2 separate regions of the Gossypium hirsutum genome follow, and region 2 is linked to region 1. A link is a contact called in public Hi-C data. All regions are on one chromosome and are shown on one strand. The core of a region is the stretch at or near the end of the contact, and the rest is flanking DNA. Distances in the headings are between cores, read along the strand shown.

Region 1 (4,793 bases), core at 560-3,059:
TGAGGCAAAGCTCCTATCTCAAGGCTTAACAACAAACAATAACTTACCATTTTGTTGAATTTCTCAATTGTTGCCAGTGGAATGGTACCTAGTGGAACAATATTTCTGGTCCCGTCACTCTTTGGAGAAAAGGAGAAAATTGATCAATTACATTGAAGTTGTAACAAGAATGAATAAATACATGTACTACTAAAGCATACATATAACAGAGATTCATGAATAGTGATGTCATAGAAGTTTTGCAAAATGCAACAGAAATAATGAAGCCCTGCGGACATGCTATTGCCTGTCCATTTTCTATCATCATTATTAACTCATTCGAGCCATTATAATAATTGTCTCTTCTAATACAAATTGCTCGTTCTTTTCTTTGTGAATGCCTTTTGTCTCTTCAAACTCTTATGTCATCTCTATTAAGATGTTTTCATCTTCTCTACATAAACAACCATCATGCAGAATAATTTCATAACAAAACAAGACATCTCATAAAGAAATAATTAAGCATATTAGATTGTGAGATCAACGATTTCTGTACCGATACCAATATCAAATCATACAGTAAGCAAAAACCTATAATTTCCGAATTAAGAGTAATTGGGTGAGATCAACCTAAAACAAAAGTTAAAGCATGATAATTAGACATGGATTAAATTGGAGCATTCAACCTATTTACTTAAAAAAAAAAAACCAGAGATTGAACTACATTATTAGATATCAAGTAACTGTGTAAGTTGTTAGGTGCTTAGAATTAGAGCTAATTTTCTATAATCTTACATGTAAATGTAATCTATTTCAAGTTCAAAATATACAAATATATATCCATTCTGCAACCCAGTATCCTTTCACTCACCCAATATGCTAACATGATGCTGTCATATGTTGCCAAAATGCTAGATGGCAACAATTTACCAAATACTAAATTTCATAAGGTAAATGACTCACGAGAAAGAGAAGACGAAAGTTGGTAACAAACAAGGTTCCAGCCTCATCGGTATTAACAAGAACAACACCATGGCCCTGGAAAAAAGAAGTAAATTAAAAATGGCATTACTTATGCTATAAAAATGGCATTACTTACGCTATCCTTTTTATAACAATAAAATTATTTATTTTAAAAAAAATAAATTAAAAATCACTGAATTTCTCGTTTCAGTTGAAATAATAATTTGTGATCTAAATTATTTGTTACAAAATGCCTGCACCAATAATTCAAATTGCGCGCCCACTTAATTCAAGGAATTTAAAACAAAACAAATGATCCTTAATTACCTCATCTAGAACTCGCTCAGCTTCAAGCAAAAACTCGAAATTGGCATGTGAAACCGACCTCGTAACTGGCTGCAATTGAAATCGATCAACTAATCAAGCCTTAAAAAGAAAACCCTACAATTGGAAACATGAATTTTCCAAAAAGAAAAAGAAAACCTCAATTTTGGTCCATTCAAGGGTGTCCCAACTACCAGCACCGTCCAACCTTTCGCAACCGATAGAAATGTCTCTGGCGGAGACCGATCGGGACGGCCTCGATGCAGCCATAGCCGGTGATTATTGAGTTCAATTTTCAGCGCTTTTTTTAAGGGGGAAAAATGAAAATTAAAAAGTAAAGAAGTGATTGAAAGGAATGATATTGGGGAGAGAAAGTAGAGGAAAGAGACGTGCGGCAAAGGGAGGGTTAAGTTTTCGGCTTTTCGGCATCGCCACATAAACAACAAATGCGTGATGGGTTAGTTTGATGATTTCATCATTCAATTTCGATCCAACAAACCATTTATGTAGGACTCAATTTTACATCTAACCTTGTTTTTGCGGGTGACAGAACCGATCATTCCATTCAATTCAATAATTTATTAAAATAAAATATTAAAAAATAATTCAACCTTTAATTCAAATAAAATTTTAATCTAATCTATCAGTTTAACCGAATTTTGAAAATTATGACATTCATATCAACTTATATATTGGTTTTCTTAATTAAATAGTTTTCTTTTTCTAAAAATTAATTACATGATCCATACCTATAAATGTTAACATGCATAATTTATAAATTTATTATTTTACTTTTCTAATTATGAGTTTGGATTTGTAAGTTAATCTGCGGATAGTGTAAAAATAACGGTAATGATAAGATTAAATATTGTAATATAAGATAAAAATAAATTAAATATATTGTACTGTACCGCCTTGCCCATTTAAACCACATTAAATCTTAAAGGAACAAACGATTGACTAAACTATTTATTTATAAAGTTTGGATGATATTAATTCATTTACAATTAGTAAAGTTTTGATCAGTTTTATTATTTGTATTATTCAAATTAGTTAATTTTAATTTTGCACTTTTTAAATTTTGGAATTTTAGTTTTATTAAAGGATTATAGTTAAATTTGTTTGATTAATTATGTTATTTGTCTCATATTATGTGTAAAGTTATAGATTTAGTCAATGCTTTCTAACTAGATTACTCTTAATTCTATTTTTCAAAATTTGAAATTATAATCTTATTGCAAAATAGTAGTTGTTAAATCTATTAACTAGTTTTTGAGTAAATAATATGTGTAAATAGTAAATTAATATGGTATTACACAAGTGGCAATATATCTGCAGTATCAAAATTTGGAAATAGCATAACTTGATTAATTTAATAACTACTATTTAGTTAGAACTAAAATTTTAATTTTTTTAAAGTATAAGAATGAAAAATAAACAAAGTAAAGTACATAGACTAAATTCACAACTTACGCATAATATAGTGACTAATACTTTTCAAATTTTAAAATTTAGTATTTATGTAAATGACAAGTGACAAGTATTAAATCTCTTAATATGTGAAAACAGAAAAGCCAACATAGCATGATGTTAGTAATACGACAAGAATTGAAGTATATAATCTAAATCTATAACTTACTTGTCATACAAAGACTAATAATATAAATTAATATAAAATTTTTAATTGAGTTAACACTGAGACACCATTACATTTAATTGAGAAAGGAGTAAAAATTCATTTAAAAAAATAAATGTATTAAATTATTTATATTTGATGATTTATAATTTTTTAAAATAAAATAGTTTAAACCACAGCCTTAAAAGAAATCTTAAATGGGTGGTTTATTTGATTTTGATGTTAAATTTAAAATAGATGAGCAGGTTGCATGCTAATGTTAATATTATATATTTCTTATATAATATTTTATTTATCTGCTAGTGAGTATCACATAATTTAAATTTATTTTATATTTTTAAGTTATAGAGTTGATTAAACTCATTTGATTTTTTAAAGATAAAAATGTATTAGTTGATGGAATCTTAATTCGATTGGTATTAGTATTGTTGTAAATATAGGAGAACGTGAGTTTGAGTGTACTAAAACGCATTATTCTTCTATTTATGAGTTGAGGAGGGACTATAAATAATTCTAGGTATCATGTAAAAAATATCAATAAGAATGTTTACAATACTTCTCTAAAGTTTATATTTATAAACAATAGAAGTATACATGATATAAAATACTGCTTCTAATAAATAAAATTTATTTTTTATATAATATTTTATGTTTTTTTAGACTAACTTAAATGCAATTTTTTATTTTATATTAAATAAAATTAAGATTCGTTCATTTGAATAATTGTGTATTCTTAATCGCACATTCACCTTTAATTAGAATTGACACTTCAACAAAATAAAGAAAAAAATATATTGAAAACTGATTTATTTTTTAAAAAAAATTCTCCTTAATATGAGCTTTGTTTAGTCTAATGTTAGTCAAACATTACGAAAAAATTATAAATTTTTTTATAATCAGATTATCTTTTATGTAATTCATGTTATATAAAATAATATGAGATTTGAAACAAAGAAATAAATGTTGTTAGATTTACACCAAACATTATGAATGTTGTAAATTTGTAATAATTTATGTAATTGAATAATATTTTATATAATTAAATAAGATATTGTAATAATTTATATAATTGAAAACTGTTTTGTGCAATTCAATTTGACGAAAAACTTATTTTAGAAACCTTTTATAACTTGTCTAGAAAAGCTAAACTAAATATAATTTTCAATTTTGTGATTTCCTCTCAGTCCTATCAGTATTACGAAATTAAATCTGAAATTTTAGTGTAATTTAATTATTATATTTAAACCTTAGAGTAAATTTATATATATATTTAAAATTTGAAATATATTATATTTAAACCTTAGAGTAATCAAGCTGTAACATTGAAAATTGTTTATTATTTTAAATTCAAAAAGTGACATGATGAAAAATAAAACAAAAACCTGGACTTAACAATATATCTATTTTTAGTAAGAAATCAAAATACGCGAAAATGATACGATTTTCAGGGCATTTAGTTGGGTTTTTTCTTTTTACTTTATTATTGCAATTTTTTATTATTATTTATTAAAATAAGTTTCTATGAAGTACTTTTTTAAAAAAAAAATTGTGTTGTTTAAAGGGTACTTCGACACTAATATGCGTTAAGACCAGTACTCTGTTAAATTATTACAAGAATGTGTATGTTAGGAGGGAAGGACTGCAAAGTATAATTTAACAGAAACTCAACTCACATTAATGTCAAAATCAAGGTTGTAAGTTTGATCAATGAATCTTTACCTGTTGGCTTAATCAACCTATTTAATATAAAGAAGTTGACAACAATGGAAGTCAACTTTCTGTCCTATAGATACGTCACTCATTTTTTCTGTTCCCATCGAAAATTCTCTCAATAAAAAATAATAATAAAACTTGTTATTTTTCATTTCTTTTTTGAGAGAAAAATGGTCGC
Region 2 (5,174 bases), core at 875-3,374, 510 kb before region 1:
TTTAAACGTCAACTTCATCAGATTTTCTTTACTTGCCCCAAATTTTTAGTATGGAAAACAAAGTATAATTTTAGTAAATATGACCACTTGTTAAGATCTACTAAGAGAAGTTGGGTATATAGATACGGTAAAAAGAGAACATAGGGATGGTTTTTCTTCTTTCTATTCCACCCTCTAGTTCTTCTTAGATCTAAACATTCTTTTCCTTTTCGTTAACCTAGAAGTTAAGGTTTTTGGGTTAATCGATGGATGTTTCAACCTTCTAGTGCTGCTGCTGGTTCAGGAAGGATAATTGGATTTGGAACTCCGAGCTACAGTAAAGGTGAGTATCATGTGAGTCTTTGTCCTGACTCTTGCATGTTAGTTTATAATGGTAGATATTGATGTCTTCTCAGATAGTTGGTGAATGTATGTGTGTGAATTATCATAAAGGTTCTGCATAATTACAAATGATATATATGATTTGCTGCATGATTAAGATGATGTGTGGTATATATGCTTATGAAATCATATATGAAAGAATATGAGTTCGTCAGAAGTGTGAACGAATTTGGGTAAGTGCATTTCATGTTAAGTGAGTAACACAACCATTTGTGATGCTTCCAGTAGGGCAAGTACATTGCTAACCGGGCTGATAGATCATTTTATGAAAATGTGTGTAAGACCATGTGGTAGAGATCCATGGCATTATATGATAATGAGAATACTCATGGTTTTGCCTCCGGTAATATATAAATCAGACAAGTAGAGCATGGTATGAAAATATGTACAAGACCATGAAGGAGAAACCCATGACACCCTCTGAGATAGTCCACCGAGACAGTAAACACATAACATTTTGTAAAGCTTTTGTGGCGTATTCTGTAAACACTTTGTGGCATATTCTATAAAGCCTTTCTAGCCTATTCTGTGATACTTGTGTGGCGTATTCTATGATGCCCTTGAGGTAAGATTTGGATAATTGCCTTTGAGGCAAAATTAGGATAAGTTTAGAGACTTCTTCACTTGATAACTTTGTGGTAGAGATTTGAGTAAGTTTGAAAACATCTCTATTTGGATAGCCTTGTGATGAAATTGAATATGACTTAAAGGTGTTTCCTGAAAAGTTCACAACAGTATTTCTGAAAGGTGAATCCACCATAGTAGTCTGTCAGTACAAGTAATTTGGCATATTCGTAAATATGAGTAGTCTAAGAGTTTGCCAGATCTGAATTTGTTTACATTATGTAAGGAAGTAATATAAATTATATGGTATCTGCCAAATTTGAGTGTTTCATGCTGTATATAAAAATGTTATCTAAAGTAAAAGTTGTCCGTCAAATCAGAGCGTTCTCATATATGTAACATGGTTGTCTGGGATTTCACGGGATGACTTAGAAGATTTTGTCCATCAGAATAAGTTGTGATCTGATCTGATTGGTAATTTGATAGTTGCCAATTCAGTATGAGAATCTGGCAAATGTAGGATCTGTATGAAGTTCATCTTAAAAGATTAGTTAATATAAGTAACTGCTAAGAATAGTATCTATGAGTACACCATCTTGGGGAAGGTATTCAACATCCAACTGAGTGAGAAACCGTTGAAGGTAGGTTCTGTATGGATATCCTTTTGAGAAGTGTAGTTGTTTTCAAAAAAAAATAAGATCTGTATTAGGTGGTGAAGTTTGGAATCTGTTTAATGAGTGAATTGTGTGTAGGATGGTTAAGTATGGAAGTTGGAGTATATGTATACGCTTAATATTAAGAAAGTATCCACCAAAGAAAGAAAGGAAATCAAAAGTCTTTAAGATGAATTCAACATGAAATGCTTCAAGGTAATTTGGGTTAAAACTCACTAAGTTTGTGTCAACTTACAAATGTTCGTTTATGCTGTTCGCTTTAAGAGTGAGTACGCCATGAGGGACCAAGCTAGGATTGTGCCAGGGTGGTAGTTCGAGTTGCAATATTATGTATACAAAGAGCACTATAGGAGTATGACGCTTAGTATACTACGCGATAAAGAATTACATTATATTTGGTTGGGTATAATAGGAATAGATTACGCCCCAATTCAATGGGCCCACCACCAAACCAATGTTTGGTTGTAATGCCTATTACAGCCTCTTTCAATCCCTCCTCTATTCCCACTAATCACACTAAATAGCATTCAACACCCTACCCATAGAATAGCCATTCCTCACGTCTCAGTTTCAACTTTACCCTTCTCCCTTCCTCACGTCTGAAACCTTTTTTTTTTCTTTCTTTTTCCCATTTCCTTCCTGCCTCTTCACTAACTTTACCCTTCCTCACATCTGAAGCTCTATCAACGCCTTCGCCCTCGACGCTTTCGCCTTCTCAGGTTAGGGTCATATTCCATTTTTTTAATTATTATTTTGATCATCTTCCAACAGATCGACTTCAGATGGGTGGGGTAGTCTCTACAATTCCAAGTAGGTTTGCCTTTGTAGGCTACTCTCTCAATTCTTCTTTATCATTCTTGTTTTGGGTCTTCATTGTTTTTTCTAAATGACTAACAGCTTCGATGCGCCATTTTTTTGAACTCTTTTTTGGAGCGATTGGGTTTAATGTAAAGACTGTACAATACAACAACATCAAGTTTCAAGTATGAGATTTAGGTAAGTTAACGTTAATAAATCTGAAATAGCAGCTAATGTAGTTTATACAAATGGAGTTCAATTTAATTTATTGAATCATTGAAATTTACAATAATCCTTTTACTTAAAATACAATCATTGAATTTCATTTTTGATCCTATAGTTATCTGGTTGGCCTGCTTGCTTTGGCATTTGCCACAAGGCCTTTGGGAATTTTAGTTACAGTTTGAATTGTATAAAATTATATCAGCAGAAACTTTTGTGGCTTGAATTTACAGAGAAATTGTTTCAGTTGTTGAGTTTAAACATGTAGCTCCATTTTGCTTATCAGCTGTGAGATTCTATAAAGTTGTAACATTCATTTAACTCTTTGTTCTAGTTTAAATCAAATGTAGTTTTTTTTTTTTGCAGGTGGTCAGATAAGCATCAGGTACTTGTTTTTAAGCTATGTGGTCTCAAGGAAACATCTTAATACTTTTGGAATAGATGAGGTTTTAAATTGGTTTGTTAAAGTAGCTTTAACTGTTGTGGTGTGTCTTCTAACTAATGGAGATGCAACCTCTAAGTTACTTTGCTTCTTCTATTTATTTAATTCTGATATGGGGACATCTTGTGGGTTTTTTTGGCTGCTCTTTAGCTGGACAATAAGGTGAGATGAAAGAAGATTCATCATTTTTCATTTATTTACTCAAGGAGTTTTGTTTTTTGAAATTTTTCATCTCCAATTTACTTTCTTTGTGATGATTTTAGTCCTTTCATCGGGCAATTTGCTGCTTGTTGAACACGCCGATTGACTTCACCACCCTCTAACACTAGTCTTCCACTTTTCTTTTTAATCTGCATCTTTTACAGGGCATATTGGAGATGCTATTTCCCAAATACACAAGCAATAATTTATGTTGTTGATTCAAGTGACACAAGAAATTATTCGCTCTGCTATTGACTTTAAGAGGGACCCATGGCCTAAGGTTTCGGACAATGCAAAGGACCTTGTAAAGAAAATGCTTAATCCTGATCCAAAGCAGCATCTTACAGTACAGGAAGTGCTTGGTAACCTTCTGTAAATGTTGTATGATTTATTTATATTGATATATATTTTCTATGCATGAAAAATAATCCCAACTATTGTATGCAGAACATCCATGGCTACAAAATGCCAAGAAAGCACCCAACGTTCTGTTGGGTGAGACTGTGAAAGCTAGGGTCAAACAATTTTCTATAATGTACAAGCTGAAGAAGAGAGCTCTAAGGGTAATAATCCACTTTGCACCACCTTTGACTAGTTTTTATTGATTGTATGTTGCATTTTTAAATGTTTTCCAGGGCCCTGGTGCTGGAACTAGCTCTAACTTACCTACTGTAGGTGCAATTGCTGATAGTCAGTCAAGCATGTTCTATTTTTCTTGCTTCTAATTTTGTCTGATCATATATTGCAATAGTTTATTTTTTACTTGATTATTTCTTTTATTTATGTATATTCAGTCACATAGTATTTTTAGATAATGCCCCGTGGTTTATCTGGAGCAACATGATGATATGGTAGATTTTCCACAGGTGAAGAGACCAGACCTTCTGGTTGGTCTTCAGCAGATCCTACACACAGGAGGCATTCTGGCCTGATTGCAAATTCTAGAAGTTTAGCTAAACAAAAAGGTCCAGTAGATAATGATCTTTCTGCTGCTAAAGATCCTATGGTGATAATTAGTATTATTTTGTATTTTGTATTTGGGCTATGACTATTTGACCAAAACTGTCATTATATTTTGTATTTGACCAGTAGCTAATGATCTTTCTACATGCATGTGAATTTGTTCATTATATTTTGTATTTGGGCTATGACTATTTGACCAAAACAATCATGGCCTCCATGTTGTTGCTGAATTTCAATTTCAGTTATTTTGGTTGGGATTTATTAGTAATAAATTATGTGAATATATCTTATGGAATTGTTCATAATCTTTTTTCACTATTAAATACAAATATAAACACACTCTATGCAATTTACGTTCACCTACAATCTCGACAATTCACATTCTTTCTCTTGTAACAATATGAATGCTAATCAAATGACACATAATTAAGGGAGGGCAGAAAAAATATACAAACGACACAAAAAACGGATAAAAACATAATAATAGTTATGATTTTTTAATTTTTATAATAATAATTATATTAAGAATTTTATTAAATTATATATTATTTTATTAAGTTATATTTAATAATAATTATGTTAAAATATGGTTAAATTATTTATTATTTTTATTAAATTATTTTAATAATAATTTTATTAAAATTTAATAACAATAACAATAATCATCTACCTACAAAAATTTTTGTTAAGGGTATTCTGGTCATTTTAGTTTTTTTTCCTTATGCTATTCCAACATCATTCCATTCAACCAAACACAAGAATACTATTACAGTTCTATTCCATTCCATTCAAGCAAACAGTTGAATTACTGATTACAGCTCTATTCCATTACAGCTCTATTCAATTACAGTCTTATTCAATTACAGTGAACCAAACGTACTGTTAGTCTTTAGTAAAGTTTTGAGTTGTAATGTCTTATGCTGCTTTGA

Evidence for each region. Hi-C and Micro-C count contacts between places; a contact is called where the count stands out from the background.
Region 2: a contact with region 1 is called in a Hi-C map of leaf, with 2.2 times the contacts expected there. The contact joins the promoter of LOC107930655 here to the promoter of LOC107960317 in region 1. A contact is called at or near these places in 3 of 34 Hi-C or Micro-C datasets (callus and leaf).

Annotation. Positions count from the first base shown.
Region 1 is chrA01:43,605,431-43,610,223 of Gossypium_hirsutum_v2.1, reverse strand. It overlaps LOC107960317 (phosphatidylinositol-3-phosphatase myotubularin-1), which reads right to left and starts at 1,809. Exons shown (of 19, transcript XM_016896636.2): 1 at 1,426-1,809; 2 at 1,270-1,338; 3 at 943-1,017; 4 at 48-119. The coding sequence starts at 1,536.
Region 2 is chrA01:44,112,301-44,117,474 of Gossypium_hirsutum_v2.1, reverse strand. It overlaps LOC107930655 (calcium-dependent protein kinase 7), which reads left to right and starts at 2,124. Exons shown (of 6, transcript XR_001693052.2): 1 at 2,124-2,429; 2 at 2,517-2,615; 3 at 3,006-3,243; 4 at 3,447-3,644; 5 at 3,730-3,845; 6 at 4,149-4,540.